Linked DNA regions of Mus musculus: region 2 is linked to region 1. Evidence: chromatin contacts called from public promoter capture Hi-C data. All regions are on one chromosome and are shown on one strand. The core of a region is the stretch at or near the end of the contact, and the rest is flanking DNA. Distances in the headings are between cores, read along the strand shown. Region 1 holds the start of Syn2 (synapsin II). Region 2 overlaps Syn2 (synapsin II).

What was found. Promoter capture Hi-C pulls out the DNA fragments that hold promoters and counts their contacts.
Region 2: a promoter capture Hi-C map of hippocampal neurons shows a contact between it and region 1, with 4 times the contacts expected there. The contact joins the enhancer-like site here to the promoter of Syn2 in region 1. A contact is called at or near these places in 2 of 39 promoter capture datasets (hippocampal neurons and macrophages), 4 of 484 Hi-C or Micro-C datasets (the HL-1 cell line, brain, cerebellar granule neurons and 1 more) and 1 of 9 other capture datasets (adipose tissue).

What each region holds. Positions count from the first base shown.
Region 1 is chr6:115,132,721-115,137,839 of GRCm38.p6, reverse strand. It overlaps Syn2 (synapsin II), which reads right to left and starts at 2,938. Exons shown (of 13, transcript NM_001111015.1): 1 at 2,380-2,938. The coding sequence starts at 2,759. Gm17733 (predicted gene, 17733) reads left to right here and starts at 3,005. Exons shown (of 2, transcript NR_132436.1): 1 at 3,005-3,225.
Region 2 is chr6:115,165,620-115,171,071 of GRCm38.p6, reverse strand. The region is part of intron 1 of Syn2 (synapsin II); the gene reads right to left. Among named protein-coding and RNA genes, the nearest start is that of Syn2, 33 kb to the right of the region's middle. Within about 2 kb of position 1,956, at least 18 of the 459 cell types and tissues checked have an H3K27ac peak or open chromatin away from gene starts, as enhancers often do. A contact at or near this core is called in hippocampal neurons and ventral hippocampal neurons, where this site is marked.

The DNA.
Region 1 (5,119 bases), core at 1,689-4,188:
GGTATCTAAGTAGCAATTAGAACCAAGAAAATAGCTTCAGTGGGGTAGAGGACCGGGACAAAGCTCACAAGAATCAGATTCTAGCCCAGAAAAATGAAATGTTAATGTTAGTCTTGTACCTATTTCCTAGCTGTTCTTTATGATTCTTTTTTAAAATATTCACCAATAACTCTTAATGTCACTAATTTCTGAAATAGTCTTAATAACTCTAGATTCCTTTGTTAACTGTCTCAGGTATCTTTGTGTCACCCTAATTAGTGTGAGTTTTCCAAAAGGCCCCCAGCATTGTCTAACCCCTAAAAGGAAGTGTATTATTACTGTGTATCACAGTAACATTCTAACAGTGAGACAATACAGAAGGATGGCAGCAATGAAACCAAGCAGTTTAACCTAAAGTTAAGATGCCACTGGACCATTTGTTAGCTGAATGGCTGTAAGCTCACCACTTACCTTTTCTAAGTCCCTGTTTTCTGAAGACCCAATAGAATACCACATTAGGAGTCCCTCCTTACCAGAGAATCTGACATACAATGGATGCTTGCATAGAGCTTGCCTCCCTTCCCTTCCCTTCCTCCTGAGCAAACACTTGTTGATTTGAACTGCCAGTGATTCTTCCAGGAGACTGCCAGTGGCACTACTGTCGTACTTTCCCACATTACCTTCCTGTTATTCCCCATTACCTTTCCCAGTTCCTGATAAAGGTCTTTTCTACTCTACTATCTTGAAAAATAAGGGCCAACCACACAACCCACCCAGAGGAAATGATTCCAGCATGGTAACAGCAGGAAGCCCTACAGCTCCAGGTAACATGTCACTTCCACCAGTTCATCCCAGCACCCCCTCTCTCCCTCTCTCCCTCTCTCTCTCTCTCTCTCTTTCTCTCTCCTCTCTCTTTCTCTCTCCCTCCCTCCCTCCCTCCCTCCAAGTCTCTCAGTGAAGGAATGGCAGAGAAAGCACAACAGGAAAGCAGCTACAAGAGAAATAAACAGCTCTGGGGTCCCTGTGTCTTCCTCTTGGGAAGAATTCTCAGGTGCAGGCACCAATCAACCTCATCCCCTTAGGAAAAGGAAAACAAAAATTGCTCCCTCACATTCCAAAGGAAAAAACACCTAAGGCTCTGGCCTTTTCATGGTTCCATACCCACCAGTCAGCCCACCATCCACCATCGCTTAAGTCAGCGTCCTACTGCATCAAAGGAACCACTCTGAAGCTCTTAATTAGTCTTCAGTGGACCTCATTCATGTGTTTCTCAACTAAACCTAACACCTTCCCCAATCATCCCCATTCCCTATAGCTCTTTTTAAAAGAAGAAAAAGAAAAGAAAGAAAGAAAAGAAAAGCATTCTTGAAGTTTCCCCTTTACTGCATTAAGGCCAATCATTTTATTTGTGCCCTTTAACAATATGTAATGTTTTTACTTAGGTCTTCATCATCCAGCTGAAAAAGCCACCATCGTTTACACACAAACACAGGAGCACGCATGCTCGCATGCACGCACGCACGCGCACACACACACACACACACACACACACACACACACGCACACACACACACGGAGGGAGGGAAGGAGGGAGGGAGGGAGGGAGGGAGGGAGGGAGAGAAGGGAAGAGAGAGAACAAAATTTTTAAAACATATATCCCCTCCCTGTTGCATATATATAATAATCTCATTATTTTTAAACAGATGTCAATCACACTCTGAGACACCTGTGATCTAACCCACCTTGATATCAATACAGGTACAGGTTTAAAACAAAACAAACAAACAATAACAACAACAAAAACACCTATCCAACTTAAATACTAATATCCACTCCCAACTCATTCCAAACCTTGCAGACTAGAATCTTTTTTGGTGTCCTTTATTTTGATGGCCATCTGGGTCCATTTTCACCTTAGCTTGTATGCGTCTAAACTGTTAAGCCTGCCCCCCCCCCACCATAAGTATTTGTGTTTTGTTTTTGTTTTTTATTAGTTCTTTGAGGATGTTGTACAACCTGTTTTGATCATCTTCACCCTCCCTCCCCCAGCTCTTTCCAGATCCATCCCTCCTTCTCTTCCTTCCCAACTTTGTGGTGTCCCCACCACCACTGTCACAGCCAATATGTGCTGCCCAAATATTCTTGGCTGTGTGGCCTTCCTTTAGAGCGTGGTCGACTTATCACTATTTTTAAGCTCCATTGGTGCTTAATGAAGTAGCTTGCTCTGCCACCGGCCTGGAGGCCACCGAGTCCTTTACCTTAGGACCCATGTCTCTGGGAGGTCAACGCCTGCCCTCGCCCCTCCCACACACAGACACCTGCTCGTCCCCGGTGCTCTCCCGGGTGACCTCGAGGGTCCATCTTCACACCCTGCCCCCGGCGGACCCCGCAGGGGCCTACCAGTCGGTGTGCGGCTCGTCGACCACCAGCAGCACCTTGGCCTTCCTGGAAGCGGCCGAAGGTGCGGGCGCGTCCACCAGGCCGGCGGAGGCGGCCGTCTGCTTCACCGCTTGCGACAGCGAGCTGAAGAAGCTGCTGCCCACCGACGGCGTCGGCGCGGGCTGCGGCGCCGGCTGCGGCGCGGGTGCCTGGGCGGGTGGCGGCCTGCGCTCGGGACCGGGCGAGGCAGCTGAGGTGGCCGCCGACGCCGTAGCGGCACCGGGGCCAGGGGCAGGAGGGGGCTGCTGCGGCTCCGGGCGCTGAAGGTCAGTCATGTAGCCATTGGGCAGGTTGGCGATGAAGCTGCTGTCCGACAGCCGGCGCCTCAGGAAGTTCATCATCTGGCTTGAGGGGCTGAGGGCGCTCGAGGCGGCGGGCCAAGCGGCGCGGGGAGGACGGCGCGGGGACACCGAAGGTGGTCCGCGTCTCCGGGAGCCCAGCAGACAGCCGCGGCGCTCTGGGTCTGGGGAGCGAGCCTGTTAGCGAGGGAGCAGTGGGCGGTGCCGAGGGCGTGACTACTTCTGTCTCCGCCCCTCTCCGCAGAGCCTGCTCCGCCCCCGCCTACTCGCGCGTCCCCCGCCTTTTCAGGCTCTGGCGCAAAGAGAAGGGAGAGTGTCCCCTCCCGCCACCTGAGCGTGACTGTGTGGGAACCAGGAGCTCTCGCAGTGTGGAGGGAAGGAAAGCCGAGAGTCTCCCACCATCATCACCTTCGTGGTTTCAAGAGGAGAGTCGTGTCCCAGTTCCAGACGAAGACACCATCCTAATACCATCTAGTTAGAAGAGAGGTGTCAGCTTCCCTACCCTGAGGTGAGAGAAAAGAGCTACACCTGCCCCTCCACCCGCTCTGGCGTGTGTGTGCGCGCGCACACACACCCAGGACCACCATTCAGTGAGCAAAGCGAAGCATTTCCTTTCCTGAAGCTCAGGAAAATGATGCCAAAGTCCCCAACTTTCAGATGAGAAGGAATGGACTAATCTGTTGCTGCTAATGCGCACCTTGTATGCTGAGACCTGAATGAATGAATGGATGGATGGATGGATGAATGAATGAATGAATGAATGAATGAATAAAAGCTGCCTACCCGTGCTGAATGGGAAAAACCTCTCCCTGACCCAAAAGGTGGGAGTCCAGACCACAATGAAGTAGAGGGCTACCTCACCCTCCTTGAGGAAGAAGGAACCTAAGCAGACCCTCTCCACACTGCCCTGGAGGACATTAGGAGGCAATTTCTGTGCCCCACTTAATAGTGCACAATTCTCTCCCTGACCAGAGAGAGAGAGAGCACGCGCGCGCGCAAGAGAGCCCGAGAAGACTGAAAATGTCTTTTCAGGATCCCTCAGACAGATAGCCAAGGCTACCCCCTCAATTTGCTTCCCTGACATACATTGTTCCCCAGTGTTGTAGGGCGACCTAGTCCCCTAACTGACCATCTCCATGAAGGTTTATCTGACTACCAACTTCTCTGTGCACTCTCTAAATTTTGTGTGCTCTTTGAACCTTTGTTTTGATCTGTCTTCAGGTATATTAGTCCCCTACATTTGTATCTGGACAAAATGTAGCAGATGTACTTGACAGGCAGACCACCTGGAGTGATGCACGACTTTGGGCAAATTACTCCCTTGAACCTTTTTCTTCCACAGCTAATAAAAACAGATAGCACTTTTCAAAGCTGCTGGAGTAAATGAGAACATGTAGGTAAAGCGTCTGGTACGCAGTAGATAAGCCAGTAGTGGGGCCTAAGTCCTTATTCTTATTTCTCAGTAGTATTAGCTAGTCTGAATGGAATCAGTGAGGGTCTTGACACTAATGTTAGCAGGGTGTTCCTGTTTTGTATATCCCAGTTGGTTCTCAGGTCTAAGCCAATAGCATCAGAGAGGCCTGCAGCCAATTGTGAAAATAACCAATAAAATTAGAAAGCAACCCTTGTCTCAGGTAAACTCACAACTAAGAGCTAAGGACTCATAACTAGAGACAACAATTACCCACAATGAGATGTGAGAAATTCTGTAAATCAGTTGGATAAGGTGGTTTAGGAGCAACAAAGGCACAGGATTCATTCACCGCTGAGGCTCAGGAAAGGCTGCTCAGAGGAAGTAATGTTTAAGATGGGTCTTGAGACGTGTGGTAAAAGTTAACAGAACTGGTGAGAAGGCTCTGTAGTTTGGAACACTTGTTACTCCTCCAGAAGAGCCAAGTTTGGTTCCCAACACCCAGGTCAAGTGACCTATGATGACCTGTAACCACAGCTCCAGGGAATATGGCACCCTCATCTGGCCTGCAAGGGCACCCACACACACATGTCAGAACACTTACACAGATACACTATCTTAGTTACTGTTCTGTTGCTGTGAAGAGACACCATGACCAAGACAACTTATCAAAGAAAGCGTCTGATTGGGGGCTTGCTTAGTTTCAGAGGATTAGTCCATTATCATCATGGCTGAAATCATGGCTAGTGGCAGGCAGGTGGACATGGAACTGAGAGAGACAGAGACAGAGACTGGGCTAGCATGGACTTTTGAAACCTCAAAGTCCACTCCCAGTGTCACCTCCTCCAACAAGGCCTTTTAGTCCTTTTCAAACAGTTCCACTAACTGGGGCCTGAGCTTTCAAACATATGGGCCAATGAGAGCCATTCTCATTCAAACTACTACTACTACTACTACTACTACTACTACTACTACTACTACTACTACACCA
Region 2 (5,452 bases), core at 707-3,206, 34 kb before region 1:
AAAGGTGTGAGAAACATACAGACACAGAGTTCATACTCATAAATCCCATAAAAAACTCAAAACCGGAAGCCCTGATATATATGCAGAAAACCTGTAGGGTAAAAAAGAGAAGGGGGAAGGAGAAGGAGGGAGGGAGGGAGGTGGAGAGAGAATATGAATTTAAAAATTAAAATTAAAATATTAAGGAAGGAAGGAAGGAGGGAGGGAAGGGAAGGGAAGGGAAGGGAAGGGAAGGGAAGGGAAGGGAAGGGAAGGGAAGGGAAGGGAAGGGAAGGGAAGGGAAGGGAAGGGGGAAAGAAGGGCAAGCCCTGACATATTGTAAGAACAAAGACCCAACCCCCCAATCCCATTAAGTTCATTTTCTGATATCCATCTACTGCTAGGCAAGAAACAAGACCTTCTAAACACAGTAAGACTGGTGCACATATGAATTCACAGCGACTGAGGCAGTGTGCACAGGGCCTGCACGGGTCTGCACCAGATGGGGTCTTAGATCTGAAAAGAGAAGTGGATGCATGCCCCATCCCCAACTCAGAAGCAATCTCCAATTGATAACCATCTGTACATGAAATTTTAGTGTTCTCAAGGGAGTCCCACTGTGGAAACAAACTACTTTGAAGAGTAGTACACACTCCTAACCACTGAGCCATATCTTCAGCCCCTTGCCACATTTTTAAACAACTTTCATTTTTCAAATTATGTGTCTGTATGTGTGTTTGAGCACATGAGTGCAGTACCCATGGAGGCCAGAAGAGAGTGCCTGATCCCCTGGAGGAGAGCTTACAGGCAGGCCACTATAAGTCACCTAATATGGATAATGGGAATAGAACTCAGGTCCTCTGCAATAGCAGTACACAGCCTTAACTGCTGAGCCATCTCTCCAGCAACCGCAATATCTTAAATATCAGGCAAAGGTAAGAAAAGGAAACATCCTGTAACGCCAAAGGACTCATATTTGACACTAATACATTTAAAATATGGTATCATTTACCATTAAATTATTTGGAAATTACTATATATGCCTGATAAGTACAGATATTAATCTATAATAGCTGGAAGGAAGGCAAAGTTAAACTAAATCTTACAGGACAGACAGGACTTTGCTAGAGAAGAAAAATGTTTGGAGAAAGAGGCCCAGGTAAAGATTAATACTCTATCTTAGGGGACAGAGAAGAGGAGATAAGTCTGCCAGGAGCAAATGACAAATGCTGGAGGGAAGATAAGAAACATGGCTAGACATAAATTTCAAAGCTTCAGTATGATGGGCTTGGTGCAGATCAGCAGGCACTGGGGCACCTGAATAGCATAATGAAAGTAAGGATTTGTTGGGGAGAGCCTGGCAGCATTTCCAGACTAGATTAGCAAGGCAGAAGCTAAAAGGAAGGACACGAACTAATCCAAAGCATGCTCATCTTCACAAGTTTCTAAAATCGTGACTGGTTGCAAAATCCATAATTTCTGAAAAGCTGCTTACTTAGAAAATAATTCTAAACCTTTCCTAGTCCCCCTCCCACCCTCCCACCCACCCACCCACCCACAGCATGTCATGTGCTGACTTCACTAGGCCAATCACTGGCCTGCATGGAAGCTTCCGTTTCCTGTCTCTCATAATTCCAGAGCAGAGTAGGAGCTGGAAGAACATATATGCACGCTCCAATCCAATTTAAAAGTCCTCTCTAAACCAATATGGATTGTAGAAGCCACTTTGCCTGTTTATATATTAGACTAAGAAATGTCCATCTCCCAGTCATCACTCCTGAGGACCAAGGTCAAACACATCAGCTCCTTACAGAACACCGGGGCAAACTCTGGAGAGTTTGAACTCTCCACTACTAGAACAGGAGGAGGAATGCCATAATCCCATAGCTCTTGCCAGAGATGCAAACCGTCCCCAGTGGTAGCTGGTTGCAGGGAGGCAAGTCTGAGTCAGTCTGTCAGGCAATGAAATCCTCACTCCATCTGCTCAGAGTAAATTCTCTGCCAAGTTTTGATGCCTGGACACATGAGATCCCACACCCACGCCCATCCCTTTCTCTTCTGAAACAAAATCTGTTTCATATCTTCATCTCTTTCCTCTTCCCAATATTCCAGCTCTAAGAAATTACCTCTGGGTTGCAGGATATAGAAGAGAACAGAGAAGCACATGTTACCCTTGCATCTCCAGGCAGATAAAGGATGCCTGGCTTTTCCACCTAGAATATCTCTTTTCCTTTAGCTATGCTTATTTCTCCAATCCCTTTTTTGAGTGAAATATTAAAAATTCAGAAATATATGTAGATAGATAGATAGATATTATATTTTAAAGAATGGAGCTGAAGTCCTAATTCACACTATAAACAGAAATTTAGGCAAGATAATTCAAGAACCCAAATGGAAGAGGGAATCTATAAAAGCACTGAAGACAGTGCAGCTGTTAGGTCTGGGAGTATAGCCCAGCAATAAAGCACTTGCCTAGCTTATGCAAGATCTTGGTTTGAGTCCCCGGGGTATAGAAACATACAAGTACAAATCTTCAAAAACTTTTACTTGATAATAGTTTCTTTTTAAATATTTAATTTTTACTGTTAATTATGTGCATGTGTATGAGTGGGGTTTCATGCGAGTGCAGTGTCTGAGGAGGACATAAGGTAAGGTGGCACTGGACCTGGGGCTGGAATCCAGGCGGTTGTGACGGGACCTGCCCTTACTCCTCTCCCAGAGCAGTATTCTAACCACAGAGCCATCTCTCCAGCCCCAACAATAGTTTCTTAAAAATGCACAAAACAAGCAACAAAACCATTGTTTAAAAGAACTGACAAATTGAACTATAAATTTACATCTAAAACTTGTGCTTCAGGCCTACCAAAAGTGCCAGGATAATACAAAGAATAGTAGAAAGTATCAGCAAATCAGGTATCTAGTAAAGAATATGGACTTCGAATATATAAAGAGCTCTCACAAAGCAAGAAAAAATCCCATGTAATTAAGCCCACCCAATTAGTCTGGTTAAATCAGAGACTAGGAACTGCATAGATATTTCTCTATGAAAAGAAAATATACAAACAGCCAGTAAATAAATCAATAGATGTTCAACATCATACATAATTAAGGAAATTCAAGACCAAACCACAAAAAGATGACAATTCATACACATTAGGATGGCTATAGCAGTATTTGTTTTTTTAAAAAAAATGTAACTAGAGTCAATGATTTAATAAATTGATGGTGGGGACCCATGTAAAATGTATAATGATGCACGTGCCACATGAAATGGCACAGCCACCACTGGAAAAACAGTCTGGCTGTCTTCAAAACGTTAAACACAGACCCAGCACCTCTACTCCTTTGCACATACTTAAGAGTACACCCAGAACCTGGGGAGGGGTAAGGAGAAAAGGAGGGAGGAGGAGGGAGAGGGAGAAGAAAGAAGAAAAACGAGGGAGGTAGAAGATGAAGAGGGAAGGAGGAAAAGGAAGAGAAGGGGAAGAAGGGCAGAGATACTTGCTTGTGAACAAAAGCTGCTCAAAGCATTATTTACAACATATGAAATAGAAACATGAAAACAGATCAAACATTAAATGATGCCTACATAAAGAAAATGTGGTAACTATATACAAGGGGATACTCTGTAAAAAGAAATAAAATTCCAGCTGGATATTGTGTCCAGGACAGCCAAGACAACACAGGGAGAGCCTATCTCATAAACAATAAATAAATAAATAAATAAATAAATAGGAGCAAAATGTTGAAATACTAAAATGTGGAAGAACTTTGAAAATGTTAAGCTAAAATGAAAGAAGCCGGACACAAGGGCGACATGTTGTATTATTCCATTTCTGTGCAGTGTCCAGAACAAGGAAATCGACAGAACAAGAAAACAGACTTAGTGTTTGCCTAGGACGAGAGGGCTGGGGTTTCTTATGAGGATGAGGAACAGGGTTTGGAATTGAATAGTTCTGACAGTTAGTTACACAACCTTACGAGTGTACTAAAACCAATTAATTATATGTTTAAGCAGTGAATTTTATAAGATGTAAATAATGCCTCAATTTTAAAATGCCCAAGCTTCAGAGCACAGTTTCTTGTGTCCTGCTCTGCCTCACATCTGGAACCTAGCTGACTCCCAGTGCTGCCATCATGCTTCGTCCCGCGGCAAGGCGCACTGGAGCTGCTTCCCACTCTATATACACTCCGTGAAGGCTGTGATTGCTCATCCTCAAAATCCCCTTCGCTGATACCTAAAGTCCCCCTCCTAAGCTTTCTCGACTGAACTATGAAATTCTTGCTTAACCATACAACTGTTCTGCTGTTGTAGTAATGAGGCACAAAAGCACAAGTTGTGGATTCACACCTAAACTCAATTCCTTGTTCATCAGTTTGCAGCTGTCCTAAGGGAAGTCAGTTAATCTACCACTCACGTGTAAAATGGAAACAATCCCTCTGAAAATGCAAGTGTTCAGTGGGGTAACGTGTGCAGTGCCTGGCCTGTCAACAGTAACATTTCAACCACCGCTGATTCACTCCGGGTGATTGGTAAATGAATAACATGGCCCTTTCTCCCATCTAGCAAGGTACTGTACGCCAATCTGAAGCTCTTCTTACCCAGGACCCAAAGACACCTGAAAACCACAAAAGATTTTCTAAAGGCTAATGAGTGAAACACCCTTCATATGTGTTTAATTAGAGAGCTGATTTCCAACCTAACATAATTCATAAGCTCATTATATCAGGCTGTGAAGATAACAGGCAGGAGACATAATATTTGACAGAAAATGGAAAGGCACTGCTCCAATTACCATAAATGGAATACATTACAAATAAGCATATGTTTCTGGGGACAAAATGAAGAGGCCCCTTATGGAGAGGAGCTGGAAAGTGAGCCAGGAGGCCTACTCTAATTTTTTACATAGGAAGCTAAATTATATTAATCGCCCAGCTCTAATGATGAGGTTTAAATGCCAGGGCACTGCTAATTTATCAGTGTGAGACTTGCTTCTCCTCAGCAGAGCCTCCAACTCCTTACCCCTTTGTTTGATACAAGCAGTATTCACATATCCAATACCCTTACGCTGAGAGGAAATCAGTATAGACCTTACATCATCAAGACTTTCTCTGATCAGCATCATTTCTGAGTGTACGAACACCACCCCTGCCTGAGTTAACATCCAAACACTGCTGTGTGGGGGGAGGTCCTGTGTCTGTTGGCTACTAAGTGAGGCAAATGCCCTCAGAAGCAAATTCTAATCTTTACAGTGAGAAAGCTGCTGCCCCTTTAAAAGTGCCTTTCTTGGGAAGATCATATGCCCTAGTACAGGGGAATGCCAGGGCCAGAAAGCAGGAGTGGGTGGGTTGGGGAGCAGGGCAGGGGGAGGGTATAGGGGAATTTCAGGATAGCATTTGAAATGTAAATGAAGAAATATCTAATAAAAAATGGGGGGGAAAAGTACCTTTCAAATGTACCTTCCAAGTTTTA